Linked DNA regions of Mus musculus: all the other regions are linked to region 3. The links are chromatin contacts, called in public HiChIP or PLAC-seq and promoter capture Hi-C maps. All regions are on one chromosome and are shown on one strand. The core of a region is the stretch at or near the end of the contact, and the rest is flanking DNA. Distances in the headings are between cores, read along the strand shown. Region 1 has its middle 53 kb from the start of Tram2. Region 2 has its middle 39 kb from the start of Gm32947. Region 3 holds the start of Efhc1 (EF-hand domain (C-terminal) containing 1).

Region 1 (3,663 bases), core at 180-2,679, 180 kb before region 3:
TAATGTAGCCTTCCAGTAATAAACCCATCTAGTTATGATGTGTTAGTCTTTTTCTGTCGTGCTTAGTAAGAAATCCCAGCTTTTGCATCTAAGTTACTTTTGACGGTGTGAGGCAGTAATATTCATTTTATAATGTACTTGTGCATTTTTGATATGACTGGAATCCTGGCCTCATAAAATGAGCTCTTAAATATTATCTCATGACTTTTTCCTATAAAAAGTTTGTGTAAGGTTGACATTTTTTCCCTTTTAATGTTTAAATTCACTGGTAAAGTCATGCTTTTTGTTCAGCTGTCTGGTCTGTTGCCCTTCTGGGAATAACAGTCTCCCTATTGTCTCGTGACTTCAAACCACCATTTAATATGGACCATGCATGGTATTGATGCTGTTTGTAAACGAGATTACCCTGTGTTGTTACTCTATAGAGCATTAACAAGATGTTTCCAGTGAAAAGCATACATATATTAAAGCTACTTATTTCCAGTTTTAGATTAAACAGATTTGATATTACCCCAGTATTCACTCCTAATAGATTGTGTTTATTGTTTATTAATCTGTTGTGTCTAACATCTCAAATTAAATAATAATATAACTAACATAATATATTAGTCACAAAAGCTAGTTAGTACAAAGAATAAGAGTCTTAAGCTAGGTGTGGTAGCACGTATCTTCTAATTCTAGTACTGAGGCAGCTCTGGTAGGAGGGCCACAGGTCCAAGGCCAGACCTGGACTCAGAGTGAGACTCTGTCTCCAAAAATCAAAACAAAATGAATTAAAAGCAAGAAGCTTATTATACCGATGAATTTGATTGAAGCATTAATAATGTTTGGTATTCTTCTATTATGATACACTTTCTTGTGTGAATGAAAAGCTATACAGTTAGGAATTGTGTTATGCTGCATAATTTCAATTCCTTTCAGGAACATTTCACATTAAATATAATTTTGAAAGCCATTATTTGTATGGCCTATAAAGACCATTTCAATACACAAAACTTCTCTGCTCCCACCATCAAAGATGTGTGTGTAACTGTAGCACCAATGCAGAAGCGAGGTGTTTCCCAGCAACCTGCACAAGAGAGTTTTACAAAAATCATTTTATAAAATGATTCTTAATAGTCAGCATAAATGGGGGAATTATTAGCCCTAGGGCTACCTACATAGGAACTCTGACAAAAGAAAAAAAAAACTAGTAGTTTGTTTATCATGCCTCCGCTGAGTGTGACTCTATTTTCTTTGATGAACAATGAACTATTTGTTTCAACTTCCTCTTTGGAAATTAAGTTCTAATTTAAACAAATGATAACATGAGATGAAAAGACACTAGGCAGTTTGTGGTTCTTGCCTTTTCACTTAGAGTAAAGGGACACTTTGCTCACTCAAAGTGTCTGTCACACCACCTTTGGACCTTCTGAGTGCCACGTGTGAAGTACCTACAGCTCAAGGTTACCATGGCATAGCACCGTGAACTTTGACATGGGAGCAAATAACAGAGAAAGGTTTTGCCAAGTGTTCTGTTGACACTGTAGTTAAAAAGAACATTACATCCTTTGAAAATATTGGAAATGATATCACAATGTAGAAGACAAGGGAGAATGAGTTTCCTGAACAGCTAATGCTGGAGAAAGTGGCATTTTGAAGTCCACATAGATGGCACTAGCAAATTCTTTTTTTTTTTTTTATTTTGTCATGATCATTTTTTAAAATATTTTATTAGATATTTTCTTTATTTACATTTGAAATGTTATGCCCTTTCCTAGTTTCCCCTCTGAAATTCCCCTATCCCCTCCCCCTCCCCATACTCCCCAACCCACCCACTCCCATTCCTGGTCCTGGCATTTCCCTATACTGGGGCATAGAACCTTCACAGGACCAAGGGCTTCTCCTCCCATTGATGACTGACTAGGCCATCCTCTGCTTCATATAGAGCTAGAGCCACAAGTTCCACCATGTGTTTTCTTTGATTGGTTGGTGGTATAGTTCCAAGGAGCTCTGGGGGTACTGGTTAGTGCATATTGATGTTCCTCCTATGGGGCTTCACTCCCCTTCAGCTCCCTGGGTACTTGGAGTACTATTAAACTATTAAAAACAATGAATTTATGAAATTCTTAGACAAATGGATGGATCTGGAAGATATCAACTTGAGCAAGATAACCCAATCACAAAAGAACACACATGATATGCACTCACTGATAAGTGGATATTAGCCCAGAAGCTTAGAATCCTTATTAGAAGGGGGAACAAAATACTCATGGAAGGAGTTACAAAGTTCGGAGCAAAGTCTGAAGGAAGGACCATCCAGTGACTGCCCCACTTGGGGATCCATCCCATAAACAACCACCAAACCCAGATGCTATGGCAGATGCCAACAAGAGCCTTCTGACAGGTGCCTTATATAGCTGTCTCCTGAGAGACTCTGCCAGTGCCTGGCAAATACAGAAGTGGATGCACACAATCATCCGTTGGACAGAGCACAAGGTCCCCAATGAAGGAGCTAGAGAAGGCACTAGCAAATTCTATTCTGTGGATGTTCTGAGTCTTCTAATGTTATTTTCCCCAGTCAGAATTAATTACTGCAACAATTTGCCTCAACACACCTATTAATCTCTCTTGACAACTTTGGGGGTCAAAGGTAGGTTGACAGTTTACTTAAGGAGTGGGTTGCAAAAAAATTACAGTCCCTTAAACATCATTAAATATCACAAAAAGCTAAAATGCCAAGCCTAGGTCCCTAGTTGTTTGAGTTTTTATTGGGAATTGATTTATGTCACCCCAGTAGTGTAAGAATTTTGTTTTGTTTCAAAGTGAACTAAGACTAAATATTCTTTAGATAACCTCTTCCTGTAATCTCTCCCATGTTAAGTGGCTCTCTTCTGATAGGTACCTTTCTCAAATCACCATTTTGATCCTGTTCCTCATTGAGATTTTTTTTTAACTCCTTGGGCTCTCTATCAAACTAATACATATCTGTATATAGCCTGCCCAGATCTTGAGGGCTATAACTCCAGGCTATTTCTCAGTAGATCTGAAAGTGTCCATGATTTCTTTTTTTTGTTGTTTAGCTAATTGTTTTGTTTGTGTTTACTTGGGGTTTTGTCCTTTGGGCTTTTGGTGTTTGACTCTCTGACTAGACCCTCATCTGGAGTTGATAATACCACTGTTGAAAATCTTTTAAAACCTTTAAAAATTATAATCAAGGGCTTGGGTCAATGGTAGAGCACTTGGCTAAAATATATAAGGCCCTGAGTTCTATCCCAGTACCAGCACCAAAAAAAAAAAAAAAAGTGAAGAGATAAAATTAATTAATTTAATTAAAGTAAAGTGAATTTATAATCTTATATCTAAATATCTAAATATGATGAGAGGTTTTTATGATTATGTTTGATTAGCTATATGAGAGTAAGCTCTTCTGTGCAACTTACACTGACCTCAAACCTGAAGTCCTCTTGTTTGAGTGCCTTGATACAATTTTAGTTAGTTTTCATGTAATGCATAAGGATGGGATCTAAATTTAGTCTTTTGCCTGCGCACATCCACTTTTCAAGCACTGTGTTCTGGGCCACCTGTTATAGATACTTTTCTATTGTTGTGATAAAACACTAGGACCAAGGCAACTTACAAAAGAAAGTGTTTGTGGTGCTCTAGAGGCTTAGAGTCAATGAC
Region 2 (3,524 bases), core at 584-3,083, 200 kb before region 3:
CAAGTAATTTCATGTTGACCTGCAAACTCTGAGCTTAGATTAAAAATCATAAGTAAAATAGTTCAAGATATAGGCATGGTCAGAGCTGCCTGAGAAAGGGGGAAAGAGAGCCATTCCAAGAACTGGGAATAGGACATCGTGAAATGTTTAAAATGTCTATACAGAAAAGGAAGCAATCAGCATAGGGAAGAAACATCCAGTACAATGGAAGGAAAGTCTGCCCTGGTGAGGTTGGTTGGTTGGTTGGTTGGTTTTGGTTTTTTGCTTTGTTTTGTTTTGTTTTGTTTTGTTTTGTTTGGGTTTTTTTGTGGTTGTTGTTTTTGGTTTTTTGAGACAGGGTTTCTCTGTGTAGCCCTGGCTGTCCTGGAACTCACTCTGTAGTCCAGGCTGACCTCGAACTCATAGATTGCCTGCCTCTGCCTCCCAAATCCTGGTATTAAAGGTGTGGGCCACCACTGGAGGGAATCTGGGGGGAAAGAGGTAGAGGAGAAGAGGGGGGAGGACGAGGAAGAGAAGGAGGATCAGGGGGAGGACGAGGAGGATAAAGAGGAGGGGGGATAGAACGTGGGGAAGGAGCAGGGGTTGGAAAAAGAGGAGGAGAAAGAAGAGGAGAAGGAGGAGGGGAGCCAGGTCCTTTGTTACAGAGGTCTAGGTATAAGGGCAAAGCAGAGACTTTATCAGCCTTTTTAGAAGCAGACCTTTCTCTCCCTCCTCCTGTATCTGAGATATGGTCCCCCCCCCCACCTTCCCACTCTGCGCAAGACAATACCCACTGCTATGTCAAGGGGCCACGTGATGGTCAAGCCAGGCCATTCTGGAGTGGGAAACAGTGGGAAAGTTGCTATCAGGAAAATACTCATTGAGTACTGGTCTTTCTCCTGTCCTTCTTCCATGGTTCAATTTTCATGAAATTTCTTGGTGTTTCATAAGTGCATCAAGTAGGGACAATGACGGTGCATAGTCTCACTCAGTATCACCACAGGACCACAACTCCTTACAATCCATCTTCTTTCTTGGCACTGTTATTTTAATTAAAAAAAAATTATGTGTGCAAGTGTTTGCTGATGTGTGTGTACCACTTGTGAGCCTGTTACCCATGAAGGCCAGAAGTGGGCATCATGAGATGCCCTAAAACCAGAGTTACAGACGTCTTTTGTAGTTATCACCCAAACAGGATGAACCCCGAATTTCAAAGGGCTGCTGTCTGCTTTGCCTCAGTGGTCCACACATAAATTACTGGATCCACTTACAGTCTGCATGCTAGAAAGTCCCAGGAACTTGAACAGCAGGCTCTTTTATTTCTGTCTCCTCAGTACTAAGTGGCTCTGATGTGTGACTGCATCCAAACGTAGCCAGTGACTCCAACACAAAATAGACTCCAGGACCTTTCCATTCTCGAGTCTGGCTTTGATGAGGACCGCAGGGACCAATGAGAACATTGTTTGTACATGAGATTCCCGGGAGAGAAGGGCCTGCTGAGTCCTGATATAAAACACCCCAAAGTGATCATTCCCTTTTGATTGCTTGGGGGGAGGGGTGGATTTTGAACAAAGATGCTGATAAAGACAAAATTCTCATCGAGAGCTAAACAACATCCCTGACACGAAGGAAACACGAGCTGCTGAGAACCACATCCAGTTGTCTTTGCGCCGAGGCTCCATCAATGCCCAAGGCACGAAGCCAAGCAGGGTGTTCCCTTTTCTAAACGTGTCGGGATGTGACCCCTTCTAAAGACACTTTCCCCATAAACAACCAGCTTCCTACCCTTAGTCATCAGACACCGCTGTGTCTGAGTCTGACTTTCACTGTTTCTTTGGTTCCCCTGGGCAATTCAGCCTCTTGAATAGCATGTTCTGTCTTGGATTATCGCAAAGCTGAGTTGTGTCAATACCGAGTGTTCTCTCTTCTCTTTGAAGCTACCCAGAGAAGCTAAAACCCTCCAGGAGTCGAATGTAGGCCCCAGGAGCTCCAGGGAAGCAGCCAGGCACGTCTGACACAGTAGTGTCTGTTTCAACACTTCGTGTCTTTTACTGCAATGTGCAACTTGTTTCAGTTAGAATTTTCAGTGGAAAGGAGTTAGTTTAGCCACTGAATCTGTCTTGGTGTCGGGGCAGCCCACTATGGTTCATTCTGTGAGCAGAGCCCTAGGATAGCCTTGGTCCTCTGAAGACCTGGCTCTTTCAGGACCTCATGCTTTGTTTCTGGTGGTTCACTGAGAATGGTCGTTTCTTTCCTCTGTGGCTGGATTCAGCGAATGGGGAAGGGAATGGCACTGTCTATGGGTTGGTTGGTTGGTTGGTTGGTTGGTTGGTTGGTTGGTTGGTTAGTTGGTTGGTTGGTTGTTTGTTTGGATTGTTTTGCTTTTCATTTCTTCTATTTTTTTTCTCCACTCCAAAAATATGGAAGAAGGATTATAGTACTAAATTCATCTTTACCAAAAGAACTCTAAGTTACATTTCTTTACAAAAACAAAACAAAAACAAACAAAAAAACAAAAACAAGCAAAAAATCCCCACAAATCTCTGCTTAAAATAATTGTACAGGAAAAGTCTGTATAGGAAAATTAGATAAGAGATAAAGAAAAAGAGAGTGAAACATCCAAAAAACAATTTTTTTTTCTCCAATGCTGGGCATCCACCTGGAGTCCCAGCATCCTGCTGTTACCCTAGCAACCAGTTGAAATGTTTTCTCCAAAGTGTCTAGATAAGTCTAGATAAGTTAAGAACGTTTTCTCACAGCCACGCAGTGGTGGCACATGCCTTTAATCCCAGAGAGACAGGTGGGGGGAGGGGGCGGGGGAGGGAGAGAGGAAGAGATAGAGGAAGGAAGAGAGGGAGGGGGAGGGAAAGAGAGAATATATGTTGCAGACTGCCTTAAAACTCATGAACTTCTGTCTCGGCCTCCTGAGGACCGGGACTACAGGCCTGCACCACCATTCCAGGATAAATCTAATGCTTTTAAAACATAACTCCCAGAACCCTCTGGGAAGCCAGGCCTTGCCAATGTTTGCTCCTTCTTCAGTAGCTTCTACCCATTCTCAATCTTTGGGTTTCTTGGCCCGTGAGAATGTGTGGCTGACCTTGGACTGCTCCTCATCCCCGAAACGCAGTTGCTGGCCAAGCAGGAGCAATCACTCCCATTCTGCATAGTGCTCCTTGATGCACGAGGCTCCCTTCCCTCGAATGGTCTAAACCCCTCCCAACTTCCCTTTTTGGGCAATGTAGCACATATACACTTCAGTCTGCAAACACAAATTTAATATTCCTTATTTTCTAATATCCTAACTTATTTTCTTCTTCAGGTTTCCACATCACCCAGTAACAAGAGGTTAATGCATCCTTATGGAATTTAGACACACACTTACACTGTCCCTGTGCTGCATCACTTCTGAGTCAACACCTACTTATACAATGCCCCTCCCCCAGACATACACACTCTTCTCCCCTTTATATTTGGACTGTTCTCATGACTACTATATCATTCTGGGCCTGAGATTCCCATTTCCACCTCACCCTCCCCTTCAG
Region 3 (3,323 bases), core at 151-2,650:
CGTGTTTGTTGTTGTTGGGGTGGTTTGTTCTGAGCATGTGTGTGTGGGGGGATATGAGTGTATATGCACATGCCTGTTTGCATGTATGTGGAAATACATATGAAAGACCAAAGTTGGCATGGGTAGGCTGCATCAGGTAAGGGTCAGTCTAGCTAAGCGTCTTGCTTGGGTATTAAGGATCTGAACTCCACTCCTCTTATGAGAGCAGCAAGTGCTTTATCCTCTGAGCCACTTCCTTTTCACGAAGCTCCTGTTCTGTCTGGTTTGGATCTGCTGTCGTTTGGAGACAGTGACTAGCTATGTAGCCCAGGCTAGACTCAAATTGGCCACCCGTATGCCTCAGCTTCCTGAAAGCTGAGATTACGAATGTGCATCGCCACCCTGGACTTTATTTAATTTAATATTTAATTTCATCTAGATGATGACTATAAACAGTTGGGGCAAAGGAGTAAAATGCAATCTGAACGGGAGCCCTGTGTGTTGGCATGTCTTTAATCCAAGCAGTCTGCAGGCCGAGGCAGGTGGTTCTCAGGTTCAAGGCCAGCCTAGGCTGCAGACAAGATAAAACAACAACCTCCCCCCCCACACACACACACAGTCTGAAAATGAATCATGTGTGTAAGTACACACACACGGGCTACAGAAAGAGAAACATTAAGTGGTTCATTCCTATGGTTGAGACGGAAGAAATACAAGGAGAGGAGGAAGAATGCTTTACAGAGAAAAACTACAAGAAAACCAGCATGTGGGGGCGGCGGGAGGTGGGGGATTCAATTCTAGGGAAGGCTGTAGCTGGAGAGAAAAGTGACCCTTAACTCAAAAGGCCAGAGACTGGGGTGGGGACCCGTCAGGAAAGGAGTACGTGGAAAAGATGCATACACATAGAGGAAAGGGGTTGAAGGGCAGTGACCCTGAGGATTCAGAAGCGGTGAGACAAATCCAGAATGAGGCTGCTGTGGAGAGACGGTAGGAGAGGATGAAGGCGCTGAGTAGGGTTACAGTGCAGCTGGGGAGAGGCCTGGAGACAGCCTGGGGTAATCGGGCCAGAAGGCAGGTAGATGGGGCAGTAAAGAAAGAACAGGGCCACGGTGAGGACCCAGGAGGGTGAGTGGACTACCAAGAGGCCAAGCAAAATCGGCAGAGGCTGGGATGCGCGAGGACGACGGAGCCTGCGGAATGAAGGAGCGCAGAGGCGAGCCAAGTGGAGAACCCTTCGGGCTGGCCCTCACCGTGGAGTCTGTAAAGGACGAGCCCGGGAGAAAGGGCAGGCCGTGCACCGGGTTGGTCCCCATCGCTGCCCTGCAGCTGCCACCTCGGTTGCCTTTTGCCGCTCGGGTTACCCTGGCAACAAACTGCACTCGCGGGCCTCTCCAGACTCCCTGGTAACGCCAAACACACTAGTCGAGAGAGGGGAGGAGCGGCGGGGAGGAGGGGAGGATGTTAGGGGGCGGGGAAAGGGAGGCGGAGGCCAGGTCTGCGCCTGCGCACAGCACTACTGACTCTAGTGGCCACAGGACGTGGCTAATGGGTGTGGCAGAGGCGGCTCCGCCCCCTTTCTTTCCCATACTTTTCCCTTTCTCCTCAGCCCCCACTTCCTGGCTCCCAGAGGATGCAACCTAGGGGTGGGCTGAAGAAAGCGGATGTTCTTAGGCCTTGGCTCGCGCAGTGAGGTCTGGGATTGGACCACGTCCCTTTAGATCAGTTGTTACAAAGAAGTTCCTTGCTCCACGTTAGTCCTCCCAAGAGCTCAGGCACCCTTTCTCTGGGGAAAGAGCTGCTGTCCTAGTCCAGACACAATGTACAGTGGTTGCTCCCCAGTGAAAGCGCTAAATACTTCAGACTCATCAAATTATGAGGCAAGGGCTGTGGATTAGATTATAATCGACTGCATTTTCGTTGCTCAGACTTGATCCGATTTGAAGCCCCAGTCTTTCCACGGCTTCCTGGTCCCCTCTTAGCTATCTGTTCCACCGTAGATTCCTATAGATTGTGTGCTGAGGTCTCAGAACTTTACTGGGTATCTGTTGACTGAAAAGCTGGAGAGTGCCTACGCCTACCTTAGTCCTTGCTTTATAGCTATAGCATCAGTGATACATAAGAACCACAGAGGAAGAGAGAACCTTCAAAGAGAGACCGAGTCATGAGAAAGAAGTAATTCAGGGGAGTGAAATATTGTCAGGGTCATGTGTACTGCAGAGTATAGCATTTTCTGGACAACTTTTTTTTTTTCCTTTAAAAAAAAAGTGACCCCATTCCTGAAAGATCATCAGGAAAAGAAAGAAACCAAGAGTCTGTCAGCATGGGGAAATAAAAGGGAAGCTAAGATGCCCAGAGATTTTTTTCCATTATGTCTCAAATTTCCTAGGAGTTTGGTCTTTATAACATGTTTTCTGACCTAGGAATTTAGAGAAACGGTAGAGTAGTAAGCCTGAGGGAGAGTATCATGGGTCATTTGCTGCCACCAGTTAAGATGGCAGCTGCATTAGTCAGGGTTCCCTAGAGGAGCAGAACTGATGGAATGAATAAACACATTGATTGATGTTGGCTGTAGGTGCCGAAGTAAATAGAGAAGCTTACCAAGATGCTAAGCCTTCATTTTCTGAAGGGGCAAGAGGGTTCATCCTTCTTGGAAAAGGCTGGCATCCCGCTAGCTCACTCCAGTGACTTTGTTCAAATATTATACAAGCTTAATTGGGGCTGGGAAGGTTCTAGCTACCAAAGTTATCTTGCCTTTGCTGCCCATGAGAGCAGACGAGCCTTTTGATCACTGCTAGCTATAATCAAAAGTAAGAACTCCAGGTTTGCTAGGAGCACCTTAAAACCAAGGTTGGTACAGCTGCAAGCTCTCACATAGGACCAAGTGCAGATTCTCTAGAGAGAGACGACATTTCCTCAGGTTTCAAACAGTCTCAAAATAATTTTTAGCTTCTACTAATTGACCCAAACATAGCGAAGACTTTGCTGAAACATTTCAATTAAATCCAGACATAAAGGTTTTACCATACCTTTCATTTAAAGCCAGACATAAATGCTTTACTGTACCTATCACTACAAACACACACACACACACACACACACACACACACACACAAACACACCACACATGGACACACCATACACACATGAACACACTGGATTTTGGTTTATTAGAGTGCCTTACAGGCTGTCATCCAGCTAGTCCAACAGCTGTCTATCAACCAAGGGTCCAAGAATTCAGTAGTTGTTCAGTACACAAGGCTGGATGTCTCAGCTGGATGTCTTCAGTATATGCCAGAGTCCCAAAGAAGTAGACTCTAATGTCAGTGAAGGAAGGGACTTGCTAG

The links. Promoter capture Hi-C pulls out the DNA fragments that hold promoters and counts their contacts. HiChIP or PLAC-seq counts read pairs in DNA pulled down with a chosen protein or histone mark.
Region 1: a contact with region 3 is called in a promoter capture Hi-C map of liver, with 4 times the contacts expected there. The contact joins the enhancer-like site here to the promoter of Efhc1 in region 3. A contact is called at or near these places in 17 of 39 promoter capture datasets (the C10 cell line, the HPC-7 cell line, HPC-7-derived erythroid cells and 11 more), 2 of 484 Hi-C or Micro-C datasets (adipose-derived mesenchymal stem cells and cranial neural crest), 2 of 115 datasets of contacts at active chromatin or transcription factors (bone marrow-derived macrophages and embryonic stem cells) and 4 of 9 other capture datasets (adipose tissue, liver, macrophages and 1 more).
Region 2: a contact with region 3 is called in an H3K27ac HiChIP or PLAC-seq map of trophoblast stem cells, with 13 read pairs. The contact joins the enhancer-like site here to the promoter of Efhc1 in region 3. A contact is called at or near these places in 25 of 39 promoter capture datasets (the 3T3-L1 cell line, the C10 cell line, the HPC-7 cell line and 15 more), 3 of 15 datasets of contacts at CTCF or cohesin (embryonic stem cells, hippocampal excitatory neurons and pro-B cells), 78 of 484 Hi-C or Micro-C datasets (3T3-L1-derived adipocytes, the 4T1 cell line, B cells and 56 more), 30 of 115 datasets of contacts at active chromatin or transcription factors (the NIH/3T3 cell line, SST interneurons, astrocytes and 19 more) and 4 of 9 other capture datasets (adipose tissue, liver, macrophages and 1 more).

Annotation. Positions count from the first base shown.
Region 1 is chr1:21,130,322-21,133,984 of GRCm38.p6, reverse strand. No RefSeq gene overlaps it. Among named protein-coding and RNA genes, the nearest start is that of Tram2, 53 kb to the right of the region's middle. Within about 2 kb of position 1,429, at least 3 of the 459 cell types and tissues checked have an H3K27ac peak or open chromatin away from gene starts, as enhancers often do. A contact at or near this core is called in liver, where this site is marked.
Region 2 is chr1:21,153,045-21,156,568 of GRCm38.p6, reverse strand. No RefSeq gene overlaps it. Among named protein-coding and RNA genes, the nearest start is that of Gm32947, 39 kb to the left of the region's middle. Within about 2 kb of position 1,833, at least 6 of the 459 cell types and tissues checked have an H3K27ac peak or open chromatin away from gene starts, as enhancers often do. A contact at or near this core is called in trophoblast stem cells, where this site is marked.
Region 3 is chr1:20,949,703-20,953,025 of GRCm38.p6, reverse strand. Efhc1 (EF-hand domain (C-terminal) containing 1) reads right to left here and starts at 1,400. Exons shown (of 11, transcript NM_027974.1): 1 at 1,230-1,400. The coding sequence starts at 1,292. All of the region lies in intron 1 of Gm51618 (a long non-coding RNA gene), which reads left to right.